2 separate regions of the Cricetulus griseus genome follow, and region 1 is linked to region 2. A link is a contact called in public Micro-C data. All regions are on one chromosome and are shown on one strand. Each heading gives the region's core, a stretch centred on a gene start, on an enhancer-like site or on the middle of the called end of the contact. The rest is flanking DNA. Distances are from core to core; before and after follow the strand shown. Region 1 holds the start of Zbtb17 (zinc finger and BTB domain-containing protein 17). Region 2 overlaps Spen (msx2-interacting protein).

Region 1 (5,719 bases), core at 314-2,813, 61 kb after region 2:
GGGTTTCTCTGTGTAGCTCTGGAACCTATCCTGGCACTCACTCTGGAGACCAAGCTGGCCTCAAACTCAGAGATCCGTCTGCCTCTGCCTCCCGAGTGCTGGGATTAAAGGCGTGCGCCACCAACGCCCGGCTGGTTTTACCAATTCTATCCCCAGAATTATCTGTCCCCAACAAAGCCACCCTTACAACTCACTTAGCTTGGCAAAGTCTTGTTTGTTTGTTTGTTTGTTTGTTTGAGACAGGGTTTGTCTCTGTAGCTTTGGGGTGTTTCCTGGAACTCTGCTCTGTAGACAAGGCTGGCCTTGAACTCTGAGATCTGCCTGCCTCTGCCTCCCAAGTGCCCAGATTTAAAGGCTTGTGCCAGCACAGCCCGGCAGTCTGGCAATCTCGTGACTTCAGTCTCACTCTTCAACTTGCTCAGAGATCTTTCCCGGGTTCTTAAATGCCTTCCCATTAACCTAAAAGTTAAAAGTGCTCAACTTTGCAACATCCCAAGACTTTTAGGCAGAGGCTCTTACTGAACGTGTCTGCTAGAGGAAGAGGAGTGTGAGCATTGTCCCAGGCAACACCTTCCACTAAGGACATACCACCCTTCTGCCTCACTCCCCTAAGTATCCTTTAGACTCCGCTTCCTGGGAGAACGGGACTCCTGTCCTGCAGCGCAGTGACATCGGAAAAGCCTGTTTCTCTCTCCCACGTGAGTCTTGGCTCTCTGAATGGCGATGACACAAATTAACAGCAGGGGACTTTCTGGCCACTCACTCTCTAACCGTAGGCACACACACACACACCCGGACACCTACTGCCTCATGTAACCTATCACACAACCTTAGGAGACAGGTTTTATTACAAGCCCTGCTTTAAGGATGAGGAAACTGAGGTAGCGTCTCCGCTTGGTCCCACTAGCGGACCGAGTCTGTCCTCCGATCTGTCTGTCAGGGGCGGAGAGGGGGAGGGAGACGGGGTGGACGGCTGGACGGCTGCGGGAATGAATGAATGGCCTACGGTGGGGGCGGTGCCCGCCCTCTCCCGCAGCGCAGCTCGCCCCGGCCGCCGCCGCCGCCGCCGCCCCGCGCCGCCCCGCACTTCGCCCCACGCGGCCGCAGCACGCCCACCCGCCGCGGCCGGCCGGCGCGCGGGGTCAAGGGGCGGTGACAGCCCGGCGGCGGGGGCGGAGATGCCACCAGCCGCGGTGTCACCCGGTCCCGGAGGCGACTCGCGCCCCCTCGGCAGCGCGGGTGCACGGTCACCGCTCCGGGCCGCTCCTGTCGCTCCCGGCCCCGCGGCGCCCTCCGCCCGGGCCTCCCCTCCCCCACACAACCGTCCCGGCATCTCCCGAGTCCCCGCCCGCCCGCTGCCGCCTCCGTCCCGCCTCCGGGGACGCCGCGGCCGCCGGCGCTGGCCCAGCCTCACCTGCCATGTCCCGAAGCCCACCACAGAGGGAGGTGCATCACGGCCGCGAGAAGGCCCGGGACAGCGCTTCCCAGCAGACAAAGGGCGCCGCCATGTTAGAGCCGGGCGGAACCGACCTCGCTGGCTTCCCGGCTGTGACTTCCGTCGCTTGCCCAGCGCTCGCACTACGTGCGCGACCGCCAACGGGCGCATGCGCCTGGCCGGCCCGAAAGTTCGTTAGTGTACTTCTGGGACTGTCCCCATTTAAACTCTTGTCTTGGTTTTTCCGCTCCCAGTAGATCCGCAGCTGCACTTCCTGCGGTCCAGACACCGTGTTTATGGTCTCGCTCGTTCCTCACACCGTAAAGCCGTGTTATTTCTCCTCTTTTTTTGAAGAGTGAAAACTTGGGGTGCAAAGAGGGTGAAGTAAACTGCACATACTCGCTCGCACATCTTCGTGACAGAGCAGAGATGGGAACCAAGTTGTGGCTCCCATTATGGTTTTGGTAATATTTTTGCAGTACTGGGGATCAGCAGCAATTTGGACCGGGTAGGTGACTCTAGGCATGCACATGGTGACTGCACAGAGGTACCAGTACACGAAATACTCATCCACATAAAATAAGTAGAGCTTAATAATAATAATAATAATAATAATAATAATAATAATATCATCTAGGCATGGTGTTAATCCCACTGATCGAGAATAAGACCACTACCACGGTTAAAAGACAAATTTGAACTAAGCTTTAAATACTGGCCAGGTGGATGGACTCCGGCCAAGTTCATAGCCAGGTTCCTGGGAAATGGCCCAGAATTAAGTATGGCAAGGGCTTAGCAAGGAAACCCCATAATTCATTGCATCGCCCATCAGGTTCAAACAGGAGCAAGCATACATCCTGACATATTTCCTGTCTGCTTACCTCCTGCCCACAGTGATCAAGCCCATCTGGTGCAGACGGGTCAAACAAACTTGTTTAGGGGAGTGGCTTGTTATCGCCCATAACAGCCTCCAGCATTTCAGGAGCTATCTGTCTTTGGGCAAGTGACTTGCAGATCAAAGGCATTTTTGTTTCCTGGATCTCTATGGCATAATAATTAAAACTTAAAATGTAACTTTGGGCCCCGGCGTTGGTGGGGCATGCCTTTAATCCCAGCACTTGGGAGGCAGACTGGGCAGGCAGATCTCTGAGTTCGAGACCAGCCTGGTCTCCAGAGGGAGTGCCAGGATAGGCTCCAAAGCTACACAGGTCTCGAAAAACCAAAAAAAAAAAAAAAAAAAAAAAAACTTTGGCTCTCACATGCCCCCCCCACCCCCGCCGCTCCTTTGACTCTGTAATGTGTACCTCTTTATATTGGGATCTAAGAACCATCAGCTTAATGGTAACCAGACAGGAATTATCGCTTAGTTAGGCATCAAAGATGCAAGAGCCTATGGCAATTAGCAGAAACAGAAGGTCCAAAGGCCCTGTGATCGCTGAAGGAACCAGAAAATGAGAATGGGGACAGGTATTTACTTAATCTGAGGTCAGCTTTTTTCTTCTTTTTTTTTTTTTTGCAATGATTTTTTTTAGTACAGCCAAGTTATTTCTAATGATTCATTAAAGCTACACAATAACCTTTGTGTTTTACAAAGAACAGATTGAGTGCCCTATCACATACTACAGAACTGTTTCAGCTAATGAGTCTTCTGTTGGTAGATCTGGTTCTACTTGGCTTTAACTGGTACCTTTCCCAGCATGCCAATAGGCATTATAAGTAGCTATTTTGTCCTCTATGCCAGGGATTTCCTTTTGATCTAACATTACAGCCCATTGCGGGACAAGGTGTCAGAAGCCAGCCTTGGCAACCCCCCATGCCTAACTAGCCTCCAGCTAGTGTAGCAATCCACCCCTCAGGTTCCGGGGACCTGGCCAGAGAAGCAACTAACACCTATTCCTTCCCCCACTTTCTTAGTGCTTGAGATAAACACAGGAGATTCCGTATACCTGCCTGAGAGCAATTAACACTCATTCCTCCCCCCACCTCCTTTTTTCTCTACTTCCTCCTTTCTCTTTTAAAAAACCCTTGTAATAATCAATAAAAGGACCTTGACAAGAAAACCTGCTTGGTCCCGCTCTTTCATTCCCGCCCATTATTTTCAGGCTGATCACCTTGGACTCACGGAGTACCAGAGCCCCGAGTGCCGGGGCAACAAGGGGCACTACACTCTCTTCTATAAGTACTTTAAGCTGAAACTAGGACTCTGTTGTCAGGGCCCAGGGAGGCTGGAATGTTAGGCAAAGGCAAGGAGGGAATTCAGCTACTGGGGCCTCCATCAGAAGCATCTGGTTCACTACCCAGCTGAAGAGACCGGGAGCAATGGCATGGACTAGGCAGGTCCCCATCAGCTTTCAGCAAGTGCAGGGCTACCAGCTGTTTGGAGCAGGTTGTAGTCAGCAGCTGATGCTTAGATGTGTCTGCGGGTCAAATGGGAAGCTGCTGAGACAGATGTAGACTGGGGACAGAAGTTAAAATTTAGAAACTTAAAGGAAAATATTGTATTTGGAAATTTCAGGCCCATAGTCTTAGTAATTAGGGAAGGGGAGGAGTCCCAAGACCAGGAGAGAGAGAAATACCACTCTTACTCAGGAATAGACAGGCAGGGAAACTTGGACTGTGTTTGTCTGGAGTCCTTTTGACCTGTGAGAAGCAGATCTATTTCTTAGTTTAAAAAATGACATAAAAGCTTTAGATGTATTAGCATTGCCAATCTGTACTGAAATCTACACTGTAGAAAAAGCAGGTAACATGTGACTGTAAAACAGTTGGGGTAGACTCACTCCTTTAGTTCTAGCAAAAGCTATAGATTTGTGTTAAATGCATGAACCTGTTTCCTCTATCCAGAGAGCCAGATATAGATGGGACAGAAATGTCTTTAGCCCAGTGAGAAACATGTTTAAATCTATACCTAGAAGACAACCAAAAGAAATGTAAAATCTTGAGCTTCTGACTGAACAGTAGCTTATCAGAGCTCCACTGATCAATGTTAAAACTTTGAACTTTTGGGTGTTTTTGGTTTTTTTTTTTAAAGATTTTATTATGTATGCAACATTCTGCTTCCATGTATATCTGCACACCAGAAGAGGGCACCAGATTTCATAACAGATGGTTGTGAACCACTATGTGGTTGCTGGGAATTGAACTCAGGATCTCTGGAAGAGCAGTCAGTGCTCTTAACCTCTGAGTCATCTCTCCATCCCAACTTTGAACTTTCGAAATCTTAGTGTAACAACAGCATAGAAAGGGAAAGAAATACAAAATATTTTGCATTTTCATATACCTTAAGTCATTTACTTATAACTTTACAACTTAAATCATTTTCTGAGACCCTCAGAAGGAACTTAAGCTTTGACATCCTCAGATCTTTATATCTTAGAACCTCAGAACTTACATAAACTTTTTATTTTTTGGTTTTTCGAGATGGGGTTTCTCTGTGTAACAGTCCTGGCTGTCCTAAAACTCACTTTGTAGACCAGGCTGGCCTTGAACTCACAGAGCTCTGCCTCCCAAGTGCTGGGATTAAGGGTGAGTACCAGTACTGCCAGACACACAAACTCTCATATCCTCACACCTTTACATACCTTAGAATGCTTTCTTATACCCTCAAACTTTGCATAGACTTTAGCATTCTTTCTTTCCATTCAAGCATTTACCATCTAATCATTTACTAACCAGAGACACAAGCAGTTATTACCAAGAACAGTCATTTCAAATCATGTTCCTTTAGTAGAAAGTTGTACCTGAAACCTGTTTATCTTTTAATATGAAACTTGTTGGCAAGGCAAACCTGTCTACATTTCCTCAACAGGAGACCTAGTAACTCTAGAAAAAGCAAGCCTTGATTTTTAAATATGAAATGAGCCAACAATTTGGCTGCCTTGGGGAAGAACCTGGTTGTTTACTGCTGCTGCTGCTAGGCTGACAAAGCTGTAACTATCCTAGCCATCAATACCATCAGAGATCTGTGAAGGATAAATTATAGCATGAAGTATAATCCAAATGGCCTATGTATCAATTAAAATGGCAGAGACTAGTCCATTACCTGGGTGGTTATCTCAGGCTCCTGTGGTCTCCATGGTCTTGGGGGCAGAGGTACCAAGACAGCATCAGTCTTCAGTTACCAGGTCCAGAAGGTGACAGACTTTCCTGTGGAAAAGGAACATGGGGGAGACTGACCTTACTTTGTCTAGGCAAAGTGGGGCAATCGATTCTCCAGTGTCCTGCTTGTCCACAGTTTGGGCTAGGTACTGGTGATAGGGGATGCCCCATGGGGGCAGCCTTACC
Region 2 (5,927 bases), core at 2,579-5,078:
GTAGATCAAAGTTCCATGCCAGCGAGGCTACATAGTGAGACCCTGTCTCAAAAACACTGCCCAAAAAATGAAAACCAAAACTGCAAACAAACAAATTAAAATAAACAAAAAAGTCCCTCTCCCATTTTAGATGATTTTTAAATGTAATAGTCATAAAAGCTACTTAGAGCTGTTTAAAATTAACATTGTATATTGACACAGTGTAACTTGTCCATTTCTCTCTGTCACCTTGGATGACTGGGAGGCCAACCTTTGACCCACCGTGATTGACCCAGCTTTGGTGACAAGACTCTAGCAGCCCCCTGAAGTGAGTGAGCACTCGATGAGTGATTGTGGGTGTCCAAGCTTCCTGAATGAGGCATTTACTGCTTCTCATAGCTTTTCACAGCACTTAGCTGGTGAGAAACAGGACCTTTGTACAAACTCCCTATGCTTCGGGAGGTACCTTTCTTTGTCATAGCTGCCATTTAATGTGTCACTTTCTTTTTTTTTTCTTTTTCTTTTTCTTTTTTTTGTTTGTTTTTGTGTTTCCTTTTGCTTTTGGAGACCTGGTTTCTCTGTGTTGCTCTCATGTCTTGGAAGCTTTGTAAATCAGGCTGTCCTTGAACTAAAATATTCACCTCCCTCTGCCTCCTGAATGCTGAGATTAAAGGTATGCACCATTAGTTACCTCTGGCCATTTTTCCTTCAGAACACTTTACATTTGTTTTAAATTGTGTGTGTGTGTGTGTGTGTGTGTGTAGGCTGGAGGACAACTTGCAGGGTGTAGGTTGTGTCCTTTCTACCATGGGGGGTCGTCAGGTTTGGAGGCAAGTTGCTTTTAACACTCTTAGCCATCTTGCTGTCTTGGAAAAATTTTGTTTAAGGTTCTTTTCTAGGGATATTTGTAAATGTACTTATTATAGATAAAAATTTTGAGTAAATTATATTAAAAGTTGTCTGCCAGTGGGCATGGTCTTGTGTGATGTTGTAATCCCAGGACCATTCAAGGCCATCTTCACTTACATGAGACCCTGTCTGAAATGAAAACCACAGTTGTCTACAGTGCTACTAAGCTTTCCCCTAATGGTAGACAAATTGGAAATTTTATCTTACCCAAATTTGGAGTAAAATGTAAAAAGAAAAATTAAAATAATGAATAAATTCTGGATTCACCCCTCCACACCCTGCTGTTGGGGTTCAAGTGAAGACCTTGCTCTACTTCTGAGATATATTTATGGCTTCTGAATGGTTTGACCGTAGAAATAAAAAGGTTATGGAAAAAAGGACCTTTTCAATAAACAAAAGTGTTAGCATAATGTAACCCTAGTACCTTGCAGGCCATGGCAGCTTAAGGTCAAGGGCAACCTGGCCTGCAGAATGAGACATGTCCCTGTGTAGTAAGCTCTTGCTTCCTATGAGGACCAAGGCTTCACTTGGTTCTGTGCTTGCCCCTCAGTGTTCTGTGCAGATGAGAGGCGGCTTTGTAGAAGAAGCTTTAACCTTACAAGGTGCTCACTCTTGCATTTCACCGATTTAAGTGTGAAGACAGTTTTCCCTCCAGTTCAAATAGAAACACTCACAACTGCAGCCATCCTGCAGGATTTGAAAGAGTGTGAGGGAACCCTGGGGTTACATGGTTACATGGTTACATGGTCTGTGTTGGTTGACACCTGCCTTTAGCTTTTGTAAGTGTGCTTTTTTTTAGGTGTTAATTAGGAGAATGAATGCTTCTTAGAGTCTTGTGTGTGTGTGTGTGCGTGCGTGCGCGCGCGCGAGTGCGTGGCAGGTACATTCCTGTCATGATGAGCATCTGTCCTTGCCTTGCATCTTTAAGGCAAGGTCTCTTGTTCCTTACTGCTCGTGCCAAGCTAGCCAGCCTTAGTAGGTGCTGGTTTCTCTTGTCTCCACTACTCAGCCCTTAAGGATTCCAGATGCAGGCTCCCATGCGTAATGTCTAGTTCTAGGGGTGGAAGCAGAAGACCCTCAAGTTGCATGACAAGCATTTTACCCACTGAGCCATCTCCCTAACACGCCTTTTTTTTTTTTTTTTTTTTTTTTTTTTTTTTTTTTTTTTTTTTTTTCTTGCAGTGCCCCACTACCTCCTGTGTTCAGGATTTTCATAGATACATACTATTATGGTTCGTATGAGTGCTCATTGTATTACTTGGTTAGGCACTTTGCTATGATAATATATTATTTACTAGAAACTACCACAAGAGGGAGTAGCTTTCATTCGTGCATTAAGTAAAAGTCTCTTGCTGGGTGTGGTTTTGCACACCTTTAGTCCCAGCATTCTGGAGGCAGAGGCGGGCCAGCCTGTTCTACATAGTAAGACCCTATATCCAAAAAGGAAAAAAAAAAAAAAAAAGATTAAGATGATGAGTTGCTTAAATTGAAAGGTTATTTTTCTCCCTCTGTTTGAGTGGTATGGAGAAAGATGTCTGTGTTAAGAGACCACTAAAAACAGACTCTTGTCAGTTGCAAAAAGAAATATGTACATGTGAATTTGTGAAAGTCAGCAATTATATTGCTTTTTTGTAATAACAAACAAAATATGTATTTGTGGGTGTTAAAGCAGCCAATGTCAAAGATTAAAGGTGTAGGATCTGGAGTTGGGGTGGTGCTGGGTGTCGACCCCAGGGCCCTGCACATGCTGTCCCACTAAGCTCCAGCCATTAACCAGTACATACTCTTTAAGAGGACTGCTTCCTCATTTTTTTCGTGGCTCTGTTTTCACCCAGTATACAAATATTTGCCCTCTGATTTAAGCCTAAGTAAGGTGCTTATATTGCCTTATCCAAGGGTTCAAAAATGATGCCAGCCAGGCTGTGGCTGTGCTTGCTTCGACCCCAGCATGCAGGAGGCAGAAGCAGATAGATCTCTCTGAGTTCCAGGACAGCCAGGGAAACCCTGCCCCCCCCCAAAAAAAAAAAAGTGTCAAAGAAAAGCTGCTATGAGCAAAAACTGTGATCTTTCCTGTGGGCCTTTCTAGCTATTAGATGAAATTTCTAGCTTGCGGTTTCCGCTTGTTGTCTGTGATGGAATCCAGTTAAGAGTCACTAGTTAATTCTGCCTCCTTGAAGCATGGTATTGAGAGTTTTCTGGAAGTTGTCATCAGAACGGATAGTCAGTGGCCAGAGCTGAGGGACACCAAGTCTTCGTGTCCTAAAACGTCTCCCAAACCTTTTGTTGTGCCCCCCCCCCCGCAAGAATGTTTGCACATTCTCTGCTTCATGTAGTTTTCACGACTGTTTTTAAAGGTAAGGAAAGAATAGAGTTTTGTACACTCCCGACGGTGGCAGCCTGCAGAGGTCGCTGCAGAGCCCTGTTTTGCAAATGTTCCCTTTTTGGCCGCAGCCTGCTTTGTTGTTGCTTTGTGTCTTAGGGCTGTGAGCGCTAGCGCGGCCCGGCTGCGGGGTGGGGTGGGACGGAAAAAGCGCCTGCTCACCGATGGTTTTGGTGGGCCGGCCTGCCTGCCTGGTTCTGTCTGTGGGAATCTGGGAGCAGCTTTGTTTCCTAAATGGCTTCCCAGAAACGCTGTCAATACTTAAGAAAAAGTGTGACTTCTGGTGGTGCCAGGGCTAGAAGAATAGGTCTTGCATTGGGAACAGTGCTGGGCTGGCCCAGGTCTTCTCTGCCGCCGGAGAAAAAAAACCCAGTGTCGGGGTTGAGTTTTGTTTGGGTAACTAGGAACTGTTTGTGTCTAGAACCAGCCTGAACTGGAATTATCCGGTTTGAGCTGGCTTTTTGCCACCGCCTGGAGGCTTCCTTGTTTCACCAGCGTTTGCCTCCTTTGTGGCGTTGATGGGCTTAGGAGCCGAGGCTGCCACAGGCCTGGTGACCTGGGTGTGGTGTGGGTGTGCTCGCGGGGGCGGGGTCCAGCGATCCTAGAGGCGGGGCCTGCGGCCGCTGTCCCATTACAGTCCTCCCTTTGCCCCCTCTCCTCTGCTGTAGGCCTCAGTCCGGAGCCCCCCAGATGAGGTGCAAGCCGGTGACTGGCTTTTAGCTTGGTCGGGCTTTCAGTCCTTTTCCCTTGGCTTGTGCTGGAGTTGCTTTTGGTTTGTTAGGTTGAAAGGAATTAAAATAAGTTGGGGTAAATCTGTGCTTTGATATTGTGTGGATTTTAACTTTGATGTGAATTTTTTTTACCCCCCACCCCCCACCCCCCTCTCGGCCGCGCTCACTATGTAGCCCTGGCTGTCCTGGAATTTACTGTGTAGGCCAGGATGGCTTGGAACTCAGAGAGCTCCACTTGCCTCTGTCTCCCAAGTGCGGAGATTAAAGGTGCTACCATATCCAGGTCTCAAAGTAGCCTAGGTTTGCCTCCACTTTATGGAGGATGATCCAGAAATTCTGTCCCTCCTCCACTTCCTGTGTGGTGGGCTGTAGGTGTGAGAAACCTGGTTCTCACCTTTTTATTTAGTAATTCCCTGCCATTTTTTATTTTTAGTAATGGTAATGGAAGCTAAGATTTTTATGCTTCTGAGCAGGATTCTATCACCAACCTGCATCCCCAGGACTCCTCCCCCTTTACTTGAGACAGAATTTCACTCTGTATTCCAGACACGCCTGAACTCTGTGGGGGGGCTGTTTGCAGGATGCCTGGCTTGTTACATCTGTCCTGGGATCTGAACTCTGGTCCTCAGGCTAGGGCTGCTTACCACAGAGCGCCTCTCCAGCCTCCTGACCTCACTTCTGTGTCACCACACCTGGCTAAAAATTTATTTTGATATGGAGAAGAATGTTAGGTGAGGTTGTTTTAAGAGATGACTAGTGTCTTCAGTAGAGGTTTTTACCATGTGTCTGCACACGCACTGGAGCTGGGCTGGACTAGAGGGAGATAGACACCCGTGTTGCTTCAGAACCACCATCCACAGACTCAACACTGAGGTGTCCCGTGCCCCTTGCTTATTCTCAGGAAGGACAGTGCTTTTGAATGTGCTGTGTCATGGTGCTTGCAGCTGTTTTGCACTATAGCTTTGGGGGGGGGGTAAAAATTCTAAAGAACTGGCCACATTTAAAGGGAACAGTATTATGCTGATGTTTCTTATAATTTTCAGTCACTTAAAAATAAACCAGTGCCCCCCAAGCTGTAAAAACTACACTGTCTCATGGGTAATTTAGTGCCTTTCAGACCTCTTGGGCCTGACACTGCTTCCAAATACAGTTCAGAAGTAGGCAGTAGCAAGCTTCTCTCTTGTCCTGAGTAGGAAGGAGAGTCAGTGCCAAGGTTAAATTGGAAGAGGACAAAAATCTCAGCACACCGATACAGGCAACACCAGATATACCCAGCTGGGATTTCATCTGCATTGAAAAACCCCACACTTTAATGGCTATAATGACCAACACCTGGAGTCACTGCACTCAAGAGCCTAAGGGAGGAGGTGCTCATTCAAAGCCAGCTAGCTACTGGATGAGATCCTGAATTATTTTTTATTTTTTTATTTTTTTATTTTTTGGTTTTTCGAGATAGGGTTTCTCTGTGTAACTTTGGAGCCTATCCTGGAACTAGCCCTTGTAGACCAGGCTGGCCTCGAACTCACAGAGATCCGCCCTGCCTCTGCCTCCCGAGTGCTGGGGTTAAACGCCCGGCGAGATCCTGAATATTTAAAGAAGAAGAAAAAAAAAAGAGGTGGGTTGTAATTAGCACCTAAAAGGCAGAGGCTCCCCAGGATTACCTAGTGAGACTAAGTGGTTTGAATGGGAATGGTTCCCCTAGACTCATATGTCTGAGTGCTCAGTCCCCGATTAGTGCAACTGTTTGGGAAGGGTTAGGTGTGGCCGGGTTGGAGAATGTGGCACTGGGGGTGGACGTGAACATTTCAAAATCCTTCAACAGGCCTACTCTTTGCTCTTTGCTTTCTGCCTTCAGATCAGGGTGTAGTCCCACCATGTCCAAGGACTAACGCTCTGAAACTAAGCAAGCACCCAATTAAATGCATCCT

What was found. Hi-C and Micro-C count contacts between places; a contact is called where the count stands out from the background.
Region 1: a Micro-C map of the CHO-K1 cell line shows a contact between it and region 2, with 2.3 times the contacts expected there. The contact joins the promoter of Zbtb17 here to the enhancer-like site in region 2. A contact is called at or near these places in 3 of 8 Hi-C or Micro-C datasets (the CHO-K1 cell line and liver).

The regions. Positions count from the first base shown.
Region 1 is chr2:11,811,042-11,816,760 of CriGri-PICRH-1.0, forward strand. It overlaps Zbtb17 (zinc finger and BTB domain-containing protein 17), which reads right to left and starts at 1,564. Exons shown (of 16, transcript XM_027399926.1): 1 at 1,415-1,564.
Region 2 is chr2:11,747,808-11,753,734 of CriGri-PICRH-1.0, forward strand. All of the region lies in intron 3 of Spen (msx2-interacting protein), which reads left to right. Among named protein-coding and RNA genes, the nearest start is that of Spen, 29 kb to the left of the region's middle. Within about 2 kb of position 3,829, at least 5 of the 6 cell types and tissues checked have open chromatin away from gene starts, as enhancers often do. A contact at or near this core is called in the CHO-K1 cell line, where this site is marked.